2 separate regions of the Sus scrofa genome follow, and region 2 is linked to region 1. A link is a contact called in public Hi-C data. All regions are on one chromosome and are shown on one strand. The core of a region is the stretch at or near the end of the contact, and the rest is flanking DNA. Distances in the headings are between cores, read along the strand shown.

Evidence for each region. Hi-C and Micro-C count contacts between places; a contact is called where the count stands out from the background.
Region 2: a Hi-C map of fetal heart ventricle shows a contact between it and region 1, with 2.9 times the contacts expected there. A contact is called at or near these places in 4 of 47 Hi-C or Micro-C datasets (embryonic fibroblasts, fetal heart ventricle, fetal skeletal muscle and 1 more).

What each region holds. Positions count from the first base shown.
Region 1 is chr5:29,726,518-29,734,203 of Sscrofa11.1, forward strand. The region is part of intron 1 of MSRB3 (methionine-R-sulfoxide reductase B3); the gene reads left to right. Among named protein-coding and RNA genes, the nearest start is that of MSRB3, 35 kb to the left of the region's middle.
Region 2 is chr5:30,183,416-30,191,101 of Sscrofa11.1, forward strand. HMGA2 (high mobility group protein HMGI-C) reads left to right here and starts at 5,106. Exons shown (of 5, transcript XM_005663957.3): 1 at 5,106-6,022. The coding sequence starts at 5,912. All of the region lies in intron 2 of LOC106507220 (a long non-coding RNA gene), which reads right to left.

The DNA.
Region 1 (7,686 bases), core at 2,619-5,118:
GCACTTTCAACTTCCTACCTCTTCACAGAAACTGCTAAGTTCTATGAAGGAACCAACTGGTTTTAATTTAGATTCTTACTTTCAACAGTTGAGATGGCAGAGATAGCAGGGTGGGAAATGGTGATGCAGAACAATCAATTCTGTAGAATCAGTTCTTTACATAGTCATTCTTTCACTCAATAACTGAATGGTTGTTAGGTGCCAGGTACTGGGATACAATGATGAAAAAGACACTTATCTCAGTGCTTAAATGATCAAGAAGAGGGAGACAGAGATGTAAGCAAATCAGTATCCTGAAAATTGTTATGGGGGTGTGAGAGGGGCTGCTTAGTGCCTCACTGGGGACCCAAGTAGGAGAAGTTAGGAATGTTGGGAGTTGAGAGTGGTGAAAGGAGAGTAAGGTACGGAAAAGAAGAAAGATGTGGAGGTGCAAGTGGGAAACAGCAGACCTATTTGGGGGAAATTATGAGTACATCAGGATGGCAGGAGCGTTGGGTGGGGTGGGATGTGGAGATATGGCAAGAGAAAAGGCTGAAGAATTAGGTAGCAGCTTGGTGTAGAATTTTAAATGCCTTATTTAGGAATTTGGACATTATCCAGAGTATTTACCAGAATGTGTTCTGTGGGATGGTGATTGGAAAGAAAGGGGTTTTGTAAGATCAAAACCATCTGAGAGGCAACGCTTGAGACAAAGTTAAACAGGTACATTAAAGCCTTTCAAACTCTTTATATTGGGTAGCATTTCCACTGCTAGATTTGTTTGAAGGGTTATTGCCTATTTCTCAGAACATTGTTTGGGAACCCCAGCAGTATGCAATGGGGAAATCATTAAAAGTTTTAAGCAGAATGTTATAGACAATTGCGTAGTTTTGTTTTGTTTTTGTTTTTGTTTTAGAGCCGCACCAGCGGCATATGGAGATTCCCAGACTAAGCGTCTAATCAGAGCTGCAACTGCCGGCCTGCACCACAGCCACAGCAATGCCAGATCCGAGCCACATCTGTGACCTACACCACAGCTCACGGTAACGCCGGATCCTTAACCCACCGTGTGAGGCCAGGGATCAAACCTGCAACCTCATGGTTCCTAGTCAGATTCGCTTCCACTGAGTCACGACAGGAACTCTGGACAATTATGTAATTTAATTCTATGCTCAACACATAGTGTGATACTGCTCATTAAGTATTGTTCAATGTGTGCTTTTTAACACCAATTAATTTCAAAGTGATGTACTAGATATTCTGGGAGATTAGAAAGCTGTGTAAATTGTGTCTGGCATTTTAAAAAGTATCACATGGGTTATCTATAACTGTTATTTGTGCAGTTATTTGAGTCAAAAGCAATACAAAAGTGAGGAAGCTGAGGATAAACTTGGGGAACTATAGATTTTCTAGGTGGTCTTTGCTCAGTGCTGATTTCTACAGGGTGTTTAATGCTAATTCTTTTCTCGAAGATTTTTACCACTCAGAAGCATAGGCTTACTTTGCCTCTTTTTGGACTAGGGATTGTTTCTGGCTTGGGTCCTCATCCTGGCAGCTCAGGCGGCTCAATGGGAAAAAACCTGCCTGATTGAAACTTAAATTTTTTTGAGGGGGCCTTGCAGGGAGTAGCTATTCATTTCTTTGACCTTCAAAATTAGTATCATATTGAAGCTTTCGTAGATTCAAGTAGACTCAATCCTAGGGATCTTTAGGATATATATCCTAAAAATGTATCCAAGGAGTTTACAGAAAAAAATTGAAGGTGAAAGGGAAAGTGAAGTTGCATGTGATGGAACAGAAAGATTAAATCTAAACTCAGACTTTTTACTTTCTTAAAACCCTCTCTTTTTTTATTTTGTCTGCACCCATGCTATATGGAAGTTCCTGGGCCAAGGGTTGAATCCCAGCCACAGTTGTGGCAACACTGGATCCTTGACCTGCTGCCCCACAGCAGGAACTCCATCTTAATGCTCTACTTTTTTCAGTCAGTGTCAAGAGAGAGAATCATCAAATCATCTTCTTGAGTTAAGTAAATCCTTATTAAATATTTATTATCAGCCACATTGTCTATTAGGAGAGCATAGAATCAGATTATCTCTAGTGGATTGGTAATAACCTCAGGCTTTTCATTTGCCAGTTACGTAGTGGTCAAGAGCATGGGCCCTGGAACTTGGCTTGGATTGAAATCTGTTAAGTCATTCAGTCCAATTAGTTAAGGGCTCTGCTTCTTACCAGCCATAAAATCTTAGACAAATTACCATAAAATCTTAGGTCAGTCACTTAATGTCCCTATGCCTCAGTCTCTACATCTAAAAATGGAAAAAATGATAACATGTACCTCTGAGGATTAAAAGGCCTAATGAATGGGAAGTGCCCAGAATAGTGCCTGCCACATGGCAAGGGTTTCATCACCTGTTATCCTTAGGATATCTTTTTCCTACCATGGAAATCAATCCAAGAGTTGTAAGTTTTCTGGCCTAAATAGGATTCTATGTTTGGAGAATGACCTGCTGACTCTAAATAGGTATAAGTAGATTGGGTGTAAGTAGACTGTTAGAAATTTCTAATATAATTTTAAAATAAAGCAAATGTTTGCACATTTAAGAAGAGCTAATGTTTAGGAGCATATATTATGTGCCAGGAGTTGTTCCAAGTGCCTTTGACTAGTTGAACTTAGTTAATTAATTTCTTTCTTTCTTTTTTTTTGATTTTTAGGGCCATACCTGCAGCATATGGTGGTTCCCAGGCTAGGTAGGAGTCTAATCAGAGGTACAACTGCTGGCCTACGCCACAGCCACAGCAATGCCAGATCCAAGCCATGTCTGTGACCTACACCGCAGCTCACAGCAATGCCGGATCCTTAACCCACTGAGTGAGGCCAGGGATCAAACCCGCAACCTCATGGTTCCTAGTCAGATTCATTTCCGCTGTGCCATGACAGGAGCTTCTAACTGTTACTTTAGAGTTGAGGAAACTGAGGCCATGAGAGGGCAAGCAACTTTGCCAAAGTAACACAACTCCTTAGGGGCAGGGGCAAGTTTCAAACCCAGGCAGTCTGATCTCATAGATTACACACATCCATTGGATGTCCTATCTTTCATCCACATGCATTTTGCATTTTAGATTAGTTTGTCAAAGTATTTTATTTCATTTACTGCAACCATAAACCAAGCGGAAAATGTTAAGTTAAAAATTAAATTCGTTAAATCATTTCAACATAAAACTATTCCTTTTTCTGTTCTAGAGAAGAGTTGCTCCTAGTGTCACATGTTAGAATCATATTAACTATGATCCTTTTGTAAGAGTATAATATTATGAGTTTGATTTCACCAAGGCATTCAGATGCATGTGTTCCATTCTTTAGAACGGTTTTTCACTTTCCATCTCAGCTGCGTATTTTCAGGGTAGCATGTAAGTAATGTTATAAAATGTTACATTATGCATGTAACAATTTTGCAAAATTAGCTGCTTTTTCTGCAAGCATTAAAATAATTAGGAGTATGTCAAATCCTAACCTATGAAATGCATGCTTTGTGAGATTTGGCAATGGAGAACACTGTGACAAATCATACTTTTTGCATTCTTCAGTGTAAAAAGGCTAAATGCTCTAAAGTAGTCACTTTATTACTCTACTTTGTTGGTGCTAATGTAGCTGAGTGCATTTAAAGAAAACTGGGCAAAACTAATTTGCCACTAGATGGAGCCCTGGCTATTTGGGTAGAAATAAATGCACTACAGTTGGAACATTAAATCATGCCGTCTTATCATGCTGGAGGGCCCCTGGTATTTGAGGCCCTCAGCTTTTAATTGTAGAATGCAGCTTTGTTCTTTGCCTGACCTGCAGAGTGACATCACTCCCTTTCTTCCTGTGCGCTGGCTTTGACACAAGCCAGATGGCCTTGGCCATTGGTAGGCGCACAGGCCGCCTGGTACAGCAGTTGATGAAACAGAATAGGAAGACATTTTATGGTCAGCTGCGGGAGCACAATGAGGCTGCAGCTTTGCTAAGTAATTACATTTACCGTGCACACTTTATTCCTCATAGAGAAGGTCACAAGGAAAAAAATACATTTTTATTTATAGTGTTGTGAGGTATAGACCTTTGATCTTTTATTAGTCAGTAGTCTGCTCCAAAGGAATGCTCTCTTTTCTCTGCTCTGCAGTCACTCGTGAAAATGACATGTTTATTTATGTTTAATGGTTCTTTCAGGCTGTGCATTATGATACTTACCTTCCCTCTTCCTCCCTTTTGTCTCCAGTTGGTAACAGAAAAATGTTTTAGTTTTGTAGTGAGTTTAGTTTGGAGAAGTCAGTGTTTAGGCATGTTAGTACAAGCAGATTTCTGTCAGATACACTGCAGAGTGATTTGGTAAAATATATTACTGTTGATTATGTGTTTGTTCTTTGTGGAGGTCAGAAGAGACTAGGAACAGACTTTTATTTGGGGGGAGGCAAGTGGGATGAGGGTCAGGAAATGAATGAGACATTAATTTTATATCCATTTTTGGACATTTAGTGGTTAAGGTCACTTATAAGGCTAATTTTAAATAAAGTATTGGAGGTGAATAATAACCTAGTATTTTCCACCTTCATTTGAAGTTAATCTTTACCAACTGAAAGATTGTCCAAAACTTAAAAAAAAAAAATTCTAACTGAACTTTTCTTTAAAGTTTAACATTTACACAATTTTGAAATTCTTCCACATGATTCATTTCCAAAAGCTTTAAAAAATACTTTTACCATTTTTTAAGGCTGGGATGTGTGGGTTGTTTTCAGATTGATGTAGAAATTATAAGGAATAAGATCAAATGAAAATGCATAGTCGATATGCCTTCTTTAAACTTATCACTGTTTCTAAAGCGAAGCCTCCTAGTTGTCCTTAGGTTATTTGGCTCTTTATTTTTTTAAAACGTGAAACTCTAATAAAAGAAATCTCTTCATCTTACAATATGTTGCAGTCTTCTCCAGGGAGGGAGATGTGCAAATAATTGCTGGAAGAAGGCCGCGTGTTGGGAGGAGAGAGCGTAGCTTCATAGTGAGATAGAAGAAGGTTGTCTAACCCTTCTTTCACTAGCTATTCGCTCTGTGTCCTTGGACCTTTGAGATTTGGCTTCTTCACACATGGATAGGGAGATAAAACCTATCTCCTCAGTTTATTGTAAGAATTAAATGACATAATATCTGTATATTTGGCCCCAGACAGTTCTTGTCACTTTGTACAAACCCAGTAAATGCTAATTCCTTTCAACTGTTTTAAACTTTGTCTCTTTTCTCAACCTCTTGCAAACTGTGTTCACAGATTACACTGCTATTGTATAGTGTGTATTTTATTTTTATTCATAAGATATAAATAAGTTTGGGTTGAAAGGAAACTTACCATCTGAAAAATAGGCATTTGAAATTTATTAGCACTGTGTGCGTGTGTTCAGTTCCAGATAAAACCGTAACCATCAATTGTGCAATGAATGTGTTTAACATTTGTGATGTTTTAATTTGTTTTTGTTTTCTTTTTTTTTTCCTACTCAGCTCTTGCCCCTGTTCTTTGCCTCTCGTTTTGTTGGTGAAGATATCACAGTGATGTCTGCATTCAACCTGCTGCATTTGGTGACAAAGAGCCAGCCAGTAGCCCTGCGAGCCTGTGGGCTTCCCTCAGGTTGCTGCTTCTTGTACTGTACTTAGTGAGGGCACTGGTCTGGGGTGGGGGGTGTTTCTGCTGCAGGAAATGATACACCATAATGCTTTGCTAAATTTCGTTTTCTTTTACTTGGGCCCTAATTTGAAGACGGAAATTGGTTATAAATCACCACTCTACTTTGAATAACATTCATTTCCACAGTCCTTACAACCCCTGGAAACATTGTCCAGTTTCTTTGCTCAGTATATAATTGTCACTAATATTTCATGATATCTTCTTGTTCTTTAATGCACAGTACACATATGAAAATCAAAATGTTCATAAGAGGCTGGCAGTCTTGATAAGAAACTGCCCCAAATCACATAAAAAAGGACATTCATCTTGTTATAGGATAATGAAAATGCTTTTCATTCCACATGTGGTCCTATCTTTAGGAAAGAAAAAATGAAAATGAGCAACTTTAGTATGATAAAGTTAGTAATTGTGCTTACGAAGAAAAGATATTCTGTTTAACAATGACCAAATAAAGAGAACTAATATAGCATGTGTTAACTGGTTCCTAAACTAGAACCACCATTCTTTTAAAGATGTGATTTTAAGCATTTAAACAAGTGAGACATGAAAGTCTAAAATTTTTTTATGTGCTGATATCATGTTTAATATTTTAATCTTATTATAAAAATCACAGTGGCCAGATATTTTCTGTGAACATTGCTGTCAATATTATTTATATTTTATTTTAGTACACATATCTCTATTACTATATTGTATAGAGAATTTAATTCTAACTTGTTAAATATTCATTAAATATTAATTCTGAGTGCCAGGTATTGTGTGAAGCAGTGAGGATACGATGATAAACAAGATCAAGCCAATTTCTTTAACAAGCACAAGGTGGAGATGAGGTATGTGAGGACATATGATGATAAGAATAGATTAAAAATGCCCTTGATGTTGGGGGAATCAGAGGATGGTCCTAGCTCTTTGCTTCAAAGAAGAGATTTTGGAAAGGAGGGAGGGTCTCTGAAGCTTAAGGAGGACCTCATGGAGAATATAGTACTTGAGCTGAATCTCAAACTATGAGCAAGAGTGAGCAGATGTCCAAGCAGGGGAAGGACATTTCTACTATATGAAGTTGTGTGGGTAAAACTTGAAGGCCTAAGAGCAAGATGTGTTCAGAGAAGTGTGGGTTATTTAATATGGCTAGCTTGGGTGAGGAAGGCAAGTGGAAGAGGGGGGGAAGGAAGGTAGCCAAATCATAGAGTGCCTTCTATGATGTTTAAAAAATGTTAAATCTTGAGGAAAGGGATAAAGGGGGTGTAACATGACTTGTTTTGTATTTCTTAAGGATTATTGACTTAGTATGATGGAAGGTCAATGCTGGTTCCAGATATTTCTATGAGAGGGTTGCTTTGGCAGCTTAATTAGAAGGGAGGATAAGGCTTTTGTCTTGAAGCTGGACTTGAGCAGTAAACATGCAGTTTTTAGAATCAATTTTAGTAGTTCCTGCTGTGGCACAGTGGGTTGAAATCCAACTGCAGTGGCTCAGGTTGCTGCGGAGGTGAGGGGTCGATCCCTGGCCCAGCTCACTGGGTCAAAGGATCCGGCATTGCGCAGCTATGGTGTAGGTTACTGCTGTGGCTAGGATTCAGTCCCTGGCTGGGAAACTTCCATATACCATGGGTGTGGCCCTTAAAAAAATCGATTTTATGTCTATTTGTGGTGACTTGAGAGACCAGTGAAGCTTAATGTATGGAGTCCTCAACCACTTTTCCCAACACCTTCCTTTCCCCTACCCTACCATGCCCCTGCACTGCCACCACTGAATGTGCTGGAGGAGCTTCAGGCTGGAGGGACTCACAAAGTGCTGAGAGCTTTAACAATGATACTTATAGTAGGTTTGGAAAGAAGAGGAATGGATAAAAGAGAAATTCAGATTGTAGAACAGACAGTTCGTCGAATTGTATGTAAGCTTGAGGGAGAACATCAACCAATGTAGTTCCTTATGCCATGTGGAACTTTTCCATAACTATGTATTGCATATAACAATTGGAGTCTGAAAATTATTTAAT
Region 2 (7,686 bases), core at 3,856-6,355, 460 kb after region 1:
AAAGATTAAAATGTTATAGGGTTATCAATGAGTGGTGGGTTAACTGGTGAATTTTTTTTTCTTTGCTTTTGTCACCTGCATTTTCTACAATGCATTTTCTAATAAAATAAATATAACTCATCCAAAAAAGAAGTAGATTTTTCTAGAAACATTGTAAGAATGGATCTTTAAAATATTAAGACTGAGGATTAGGAGACCAGACAGAAAGACACTGGAGTCATCCAAATGAGAAATGGAGAGTTTTAAGGCAGCAACAGAGGAGGTAGAGGTAGACAGATTCAAGGGATATTTAGAAGGCAGAACCGGAGGGACTTGGTGATCATTTAATGTGGAAAGAGGACAAGATGGAGTGATTGCTAGCTATGAAAACCACCACTTTGAAGTTATTAGTTGGTAAATAGAAAAAAAAATCAGTTTTAGGAAAAAAAATGATGGGCCAGTTTCTGTGGCTGTTGTAACAAACCACGTCAACATTTAGTGGCTTAAGAATAAAAACAACATTTATTTTACTCATGAATGTGTAGTTGCAGCAGTGCTTGGCAGGGGTCTTCTCTCTAATCTACTTCACATTAGCTTGGGGTGGTTTAAAGCAGAGGTTGGAGTGATCTGGAATTATCTGATTGTGTAACCTCTCCCCATGTCTCTCCAGTATGGTGGCTTCAGAAATTCCAAGGTACTGAGATAGAGATTGAGATGGTGGTAGAGAAAGAGGAAGACACAGAGATGAGCAAAAGAGAGAGAGAGAAGAAAAGAGGGAGAGAGAGGGAGAGTGGGAAAGAAGAAAAAATGGAAATCGACACAGATGATGTGTTTCCATGCCAGCCATTGCTTTACTACAACCCCAAAGAGATACAGCAGGTAGGTGGCTTGGCAGGTGTGGTACAACCACTTAGAACATATCCAGACAAACCGTATGAGTAATTTATGTTTCTGAAGCAATCCATGGAATGGAAAAAGGAAGGCAAGTTTATGTGACCTGATTCTTCCTGCATCAGTTTTCTATGGCTGCACAATTAATTACTCTAAATGTAATGACTTAACATACCACTAAAATACCCACTCATTAGCTCACAGTTTTGTAGGGCAGAAGGCAGGTATGACCGGGTTATCTGGTGGGGGGTATCACAAAGATGAAATAAGGTGTTGGCCTGGCTGACTTCTCTGGAGGCTCTGGGGAAGATTTGCTTCTGAGTTCATTCTTGGCAGAATTCAATTCCTTGTGGTTTTACAAAGGAGGTCCCTGTTTCCTGATGGACTGTTAGCCTGAGGCTGCCCTCAGCTCCCAGAAGCTGCCCATATTCCTTGCCGTGTGTCCTCTCCATCTTTGAACTGACAATGGACAGTCAAACCTTTCCTAAGCTTCAAATCTCTAAGTTCCTCTCCTAAAATTAGTTCGCTGTGCTTTAAAAGCACACATATGATGAGAGCAGGTCAACAAGGATAATTTCCTTACCTTAAGGTCAACCATACCATCTAAACGAATCTAATCTCAGGAATAAAATCTATCATATTACAGTCCCAAGGATTATGCAAAGTATATACAACAGGGGGGCAACCGTTCCTAGATCTCATTTAAAAGCTGCTTGGTAGTATATTTAGACCAAGATTGTTTGGGGCTGACAGTATAATGTCAATAGGTGGGACATGAAAATGAAACAATGCCACGTCTGCTTTCATGACTTTTGTCAAAAAGAATGTTTTGTGAATCCTAGCACATACTGGCTACTCAATAAATATTTTGTTGAATGCACTATGTATGGGATGGAAGAGAATAAATATTTATAAGGGTAAAGGAAAGGCTTAACGTAACAGGAAAATAGATTTTACATGAGCACCTAGCTGTTTCCAAAGAGATTCTCTGATGTTCTGAACAGATTATATTCCTGAGTCCAGAGAGAATAATAGGTGAGACTGATGCAAAACCAACTCAGCGTATGTTTGTTGAGTGAATGAGTGCACAAATTAACTTTGGTGGTGATCTTCTGTCTAGGGGTCTGGAAAGCCTTTCCAAAACCACCGCTCTGCCCTCCCCCACCACATACTCTTTTTGGATGATACTGTAGGGAAACTCTTAGAGGTTCTCGCTCCTACATTTTATGAAATACTAAACATAGTTAAAAAGACACAATCACTAAAACTGTGCGCTTGAGCAGTGCGAATGAGTTCATGCAGATCACAGGAAATATTGTTCTTTTTTTAAAATTATTTTTTGGCATTTTTGTCTTTTTAGGGCTGCACCCACGGCATATGGAGGTTCCCAGGCTACGAGTCGAATCGGAGCCGCAGCGACTGGCCTATGCCACAGCCACAGTAACCCAGGATCCAAGCCACATCTGCGACCTACACCATAGCTCCCCACAGCTCCCGGCAACACCAGATCCTTAACCTACTGAGCAAGGCCAGGGATCAAACCTGCATGCTCATGGATACCAGGTTCATTAACCACTGAGCCAGGACGGGAATTCCTGGAAATATTTTTCAGAAATACGTGTTTATCTTGTGCTTTATTTAACTTCTATATACACATAAATAATATATGGATGTGTGTTATGCTATGTATTCTGCTCAATAAATGTCAGTTAAAAACAGTATCTGGTTTTAATTAATCTGTTTATGTATAAAATACATCTTACAACGTCTATCTTCATCACATTTTCTTTTAATCAAAATAATTTTGAAGATATTTTAATATATCTAATGCTTTTCTTACCCTGTGGCACATTTGTAAAATATTAACTTACTAAAAGTAACAGTCATAGCAGTAAATTAGTAAGTACCAAAAAAAGTCTATTGTGATACGAACACTACCCACAACTGGTGCAAAAAAGAGGTGTTAGAAATACTACCTGTCTCCATGGAATTTACATATAAACAGGACACAATTAGAGAACAAGATATTATACATGTTTTAAAGTCTACTAGAACTGGAAGAACCCTTGGAGATTACAGTGAATTTGCAGTTGAAAAATGAGGACAGAAACATAGCAACTGGAAAAAATATAGCTTCCAGGAGTGAAAATATATAAAACTGATTTAAATAAAACCTGATGTAGTATTTGTTTCATATCCTTCAGGTTATAAACTGAAAAAATTCAAATAAAATTGGAATTGATAGCAAAGTGGCGGTGGTCTGAAAAAAAGTGGCAGGACATTCTCCCACCCCCGCTTTTTTTCACTGTGCTTTTCTCAGATGCAAGGGTTAATACAAAAGTAAGTTCTGGAATCCTTTCCTTGCTGGCTACTGTGCATATTAAAAAAAAATAATAATCCAAGCATATAATGAACCTAGTTTAAAATTGGCTGGGTGAAATCTTAGGTGATTTCTCCTATATTCATCCTCACAATTTTATCTTTAGTTCATGCAAAACGCAGGCAAACAAAAACACACCCATTTTGTATGTGTGTGTAAAATGTGCACACCACTGTGCAAATGTGATCATATTAAAATATGTGCAAACTTGGCAGTTAGGAAGTATCACTGCAATCATTAGCACATGAAACTTCAGTCTCTTTGATGAAGATACCATCTTTCAGCCAAGCCCTAGCAGAAAACCTTGGGTTCCTGTTAGACCCCTCCCTCCCCAGTCAGCTGCTAGGCTCCATCCGGAGGGATGGGGGCTCTCCTTTCCATCATAACTAAGCGTTCCCAGACCCATGAAAAACCCTGGGTTTCTGTAGGGCACTCAACGTGCAGCTAAGTGTCCCAGCTCTGCAAAGGGCAGCTAGAAGTGGATTTAAAATGGCAACGCGGACCAATCAGCGCCACCGCGCCCGATGCAGGCATTTACACGCACCTCCTTCACAGGCACAGCGGAACCTGGCGGTGCCTAACTCCCTGCTCAGGGCTATAAAGCAGGCGTTTTTTATTCCACGGTGGTCTGTATTTGGGGGAAAGAAAAAAAATTCTTCCTTGGGTGAAAGTTTTTACTTTGGAAATGGTCCAAAATAATTTTGGGTGTGATGTGTGAAAATCTGAACCTAATTTTTTCAGAGTTTTTTGTTATTCAAGGATGAAAAGAGGTACATTTTAAAATGTACTCCACCTTTTTAAAACGGACTGTGGTCATTATGGTGTTCACATAACTCAGAAACAGTCCAGGCTATAAAATTAGGACTTGGCAGAAAGGGAGTTCCTAGGGAGAAGGTTAAATCGAGGTAAATTGAAGGGAGAGTGGGACATTTGGTGCAATTGTGGAGTTAGGAAGCTGCGAGATCCCCGCGTGGGGCAACCTCTCTACCCTGCGAGCGTTGGAGCCCGAGTGCACAGCGCCAGCCGAGGGAAGACTTCACGTCGCTTCTAGTCCTGCCGGGTGAAAAAAGCTCAGTAAAGAGGCTGGCGCGCGCCGTGTGCCCGTATGCACATTGTTTGCATGTGTGCACGTGTCTGCGAGTGTGCATGTGTATCTGCGTGCCTATGTGCTTGTAAGTGCGCGCCTGTTTGTTTACATGTGTGTTTATGTCTGCATGTGGGAGGGTGCACGTGTATCTGCATACACGTGTGCGTGTGGATCTGCGTGTGTCTGTGTGCTCGATCGCGCGCGCGCGCCGGGTCGTGCAATCTGCGAGTAGGGCATTGCGACCCAGAGCAGAGCTGCCGGGGGCCGCTGCTGCTCCTCTTCAGTGGTTCCCCACTCTCAGGGAACTAGAACTCTGCCGCCGTGCAGCTAGACGCTTCCTGCAGAGCATTGGCTACGCAACTTGGAGGTGCAGGTAAAGGCCAAGCCCCTAAACGCGGCTCCAGGGCAAGCCACATTCCCGCGCCTTCTTAGGACAGCTGCCCAGGAGCAACCTCGGGGTGGCGGGCGGGGCGAGGCCGGCGGCGAGCGGGCCCGGGATCCCCGGCCTGTCCCTTTAACCCCGCCGCCGGGCGGGAGCACGTGAGCGGGGCTCCGGGTGGCACCCGGGCGCCGCAGCCGCGGAGGCAGTTGTATTTAGAACGCTGCCTCTGGCTCGCGGCCAGGCGCCTTGGCTCGGCGGTCCGCCTGGCCTCCCTCCTCCTCATACTTTTCCTCCTGCGCAGCCCCCTCCCCTTTATCCGCCCACGACTAGAGGTGGGCACTCCCCCCCCCCCCCACCAACCCGGCCGCCCCCTCCCCAAGCACACACGCACACTCATCCCGCTTGAATCCTGGGGCAGGGACTCAGAAAACTTCCAGCCCGGGCAGCGCGCGCTTGGTGCAGAACGCAGGAGCAACCGGTCCGTCCCCCTCCAACTCTCCGGTGCCGCTGCCGCCTGCTCCCGCCATCCGAGGAGGCGCGGTGCCACCCACCGCTCCGTCCCCTGCCTGCGCTCAGTGCGCGACCCGATCCCCGCAGAATCTCCCCATCCTCCCTTTGCTTTCTGACTGCCCAAGGCGCTATTTGTTTTCTCTCTTTCTCTTTCTTGCTCTGCGAGAGGGGAGGGGGGGGAAGAGGAGGAGGAATTCTTTCCCCGCCTAACGTTTCAAGGGACACAATCCACTCCAAGTCTCTTCCCTTTCCAAGCCGCTTCCGAAGTGCTCCCGGTGATCGCAACTTTTGATCCCAAACCGAGAGGGGAGTCTCCCAACTTCAAATCCTCTTTTCCTTCTCCTTCGCTTTCCTCCTCTCACTACCTCCACCGCCACCGCCACCTCCACCTCCGGCACCCACCCACCGCTGCCGCCGCCACCAGCAGCGCCTCCTTCTCTCCTCCTCCTCCTCCCCTCTTCTCTTTTTGGCAGCCGCTGGACGTCCGGTGTTGATGGTGGCAGCGGCGGCAGCCTAAGCAGCAGCAGCCCTCGCCGCACGCCAGCTCTAGCCCACCCTGCCTTATTCTCTAGTCCTACCTCCCAATCTCCCGAAAGGTGCTGGGCAGATTCGGGGCGGCTGAGGCGAAGCGGCAGCGGTAGGAGCGGCGGCGGCAGCGGTAGCGGCGGCGGCGGGAGGCAGGATGAGCGCACGCGGTGAAGGCGCCGGGCAGCCGTCCACTTCAGCCCAGGGACAACCTGCCGCCCCGGTGCCTCAGAAGAGAGGACGCGGCCGACCCAGGAAGCAGCAGCAAGTCAGTACGCAGGCGGGGTGGGGGCACAGCCCACCTCCGAGCCCTCTGCAAGGGCCCCGCGACGCGCGGCCATCCGAGCGCGGGAGCCCAGTCGCCGCGGCCGCCGCACGCTGTCGCGGGGGCGGGCTGCGGAGTCCCCCGCGCGAGTGCGCGGCTGAGCCCCAGGCGCCCGCGCCCTCCCGGCCGGGAGGTGGGGAGCCGTCTTTGGCGGCTGGGTGCGGGCGGGAGGTGGGGTCGGGCGAATTGCGTCCTCCGACTTTCGCTATTGTGCCGGCCCGAGTGGCGCGGTGTCTCCTGGTAACGGGAAGCGGCCGGGTCCGACAAACCGGGGCTCGCCAGGCACTTTCCGAGCCGGTTTACAGTGGCCGGGGAGCAGGAGTGTTCTGGCGGATCAGGGTTGGAGGAGCCGAAGTCCTGGGGGCCGGAGGCTCTTTCTCCCGCCAACCGGGGCTGCTCTCTAGTCGGGAACTGGCGCGCCGCAGCCGCCCCCTTGGCGCCCTCTCCAAGTTCTCGGTGGCCTGAGACTCGCGCCCTCCCGACAAAGAACTCGTGGGCCCGCCCGGATCTCTTAAGGTTCTTTAAATGTGGCGCGGCGGCTGGTCTGCGGGCCGCTGCTGCTGCTGCTGAAGTGTCCCGGGAAAGGGGCTGCAGGAGAGCCTGGGTCCCCAAGGGATGGGATTAACTGGTTTGGCCAAGGGCACGGTGGAAAGTAGTGTCCGAGAGGGTGCACGGTAGCTAGGGTCACTTCCTCGCCAGGCGCCCAGTCCCCCTTTTGCCCCTGTATCCCGGGCCTCAGAGCTGCAGACATTAAAAGTGCTTCTCCCGGGCGAGTGGCTGGGGGTTGGGAAGGGACAATTGTGGGGCGCCCGGGACCCCGCGGAGTGGAGGGTTTTGTCTGCGGATGCAACCAATTAAGCGTGCAGCCGGCGCTTGCAGAGCTGCGCGCAGCGCCCAGGGCGGAGGGGTTTTGTTCGCGGCAATTTCCAAGCCTCCGCCGGCAGGGCTGGAGCGGGACTTGTCTATTGAGAACATTTAAACTCCGCTTCCGCGGGCTTTAAAACTTCTTCTTCGTTTTTTAGCCTGAAAGCGCTTCCTTCATGGCAAATAGGCCGATTAGCAAATAATCCTAGAGTCCCAAAGCTGCCCGAGAGCAAGGTGGGGAAAGAGAACAATGTTTGCTTGCCAGCGCGTTTTATTAAAACTGTTGTACCTTTTTGAAATCATCAAAGGAAACAAGCCCATCTAGAGGCCCCGGAGTTTTCCCGCTCAGCCCGAGCGACACTTTATACCGCATTAGGATCCTGTTTTACACCTCCCAGGAAGTCACTGCCCTCCCCCCACCCCTGTTTCCCACCCGCCACCCTGCTCTCTATAATTCTACTAATTGCCCCCCACCTCCAAAAAATAATCCAAAAGAAATTGCAATGGGGTCTGGAGGTGATTGGAGGTTTTACCTTTGAGTTAAGGCGGAGTTCACAAAGAAAGAAAAATGTGTCCCCGATGTGTTTGCGCCGGATGTGCCCACTGGCGCTAGTGGTCCCACAGAAGCTTGCAGGAAACCTTCCCCATGTTCACTAAATAAGATGCAAATTTTCAGCGAAGACTTTCATGCATTTTAAGCTAATTAGTCTCATTTAATCACCGAATCTGAATGAATTGTAAAT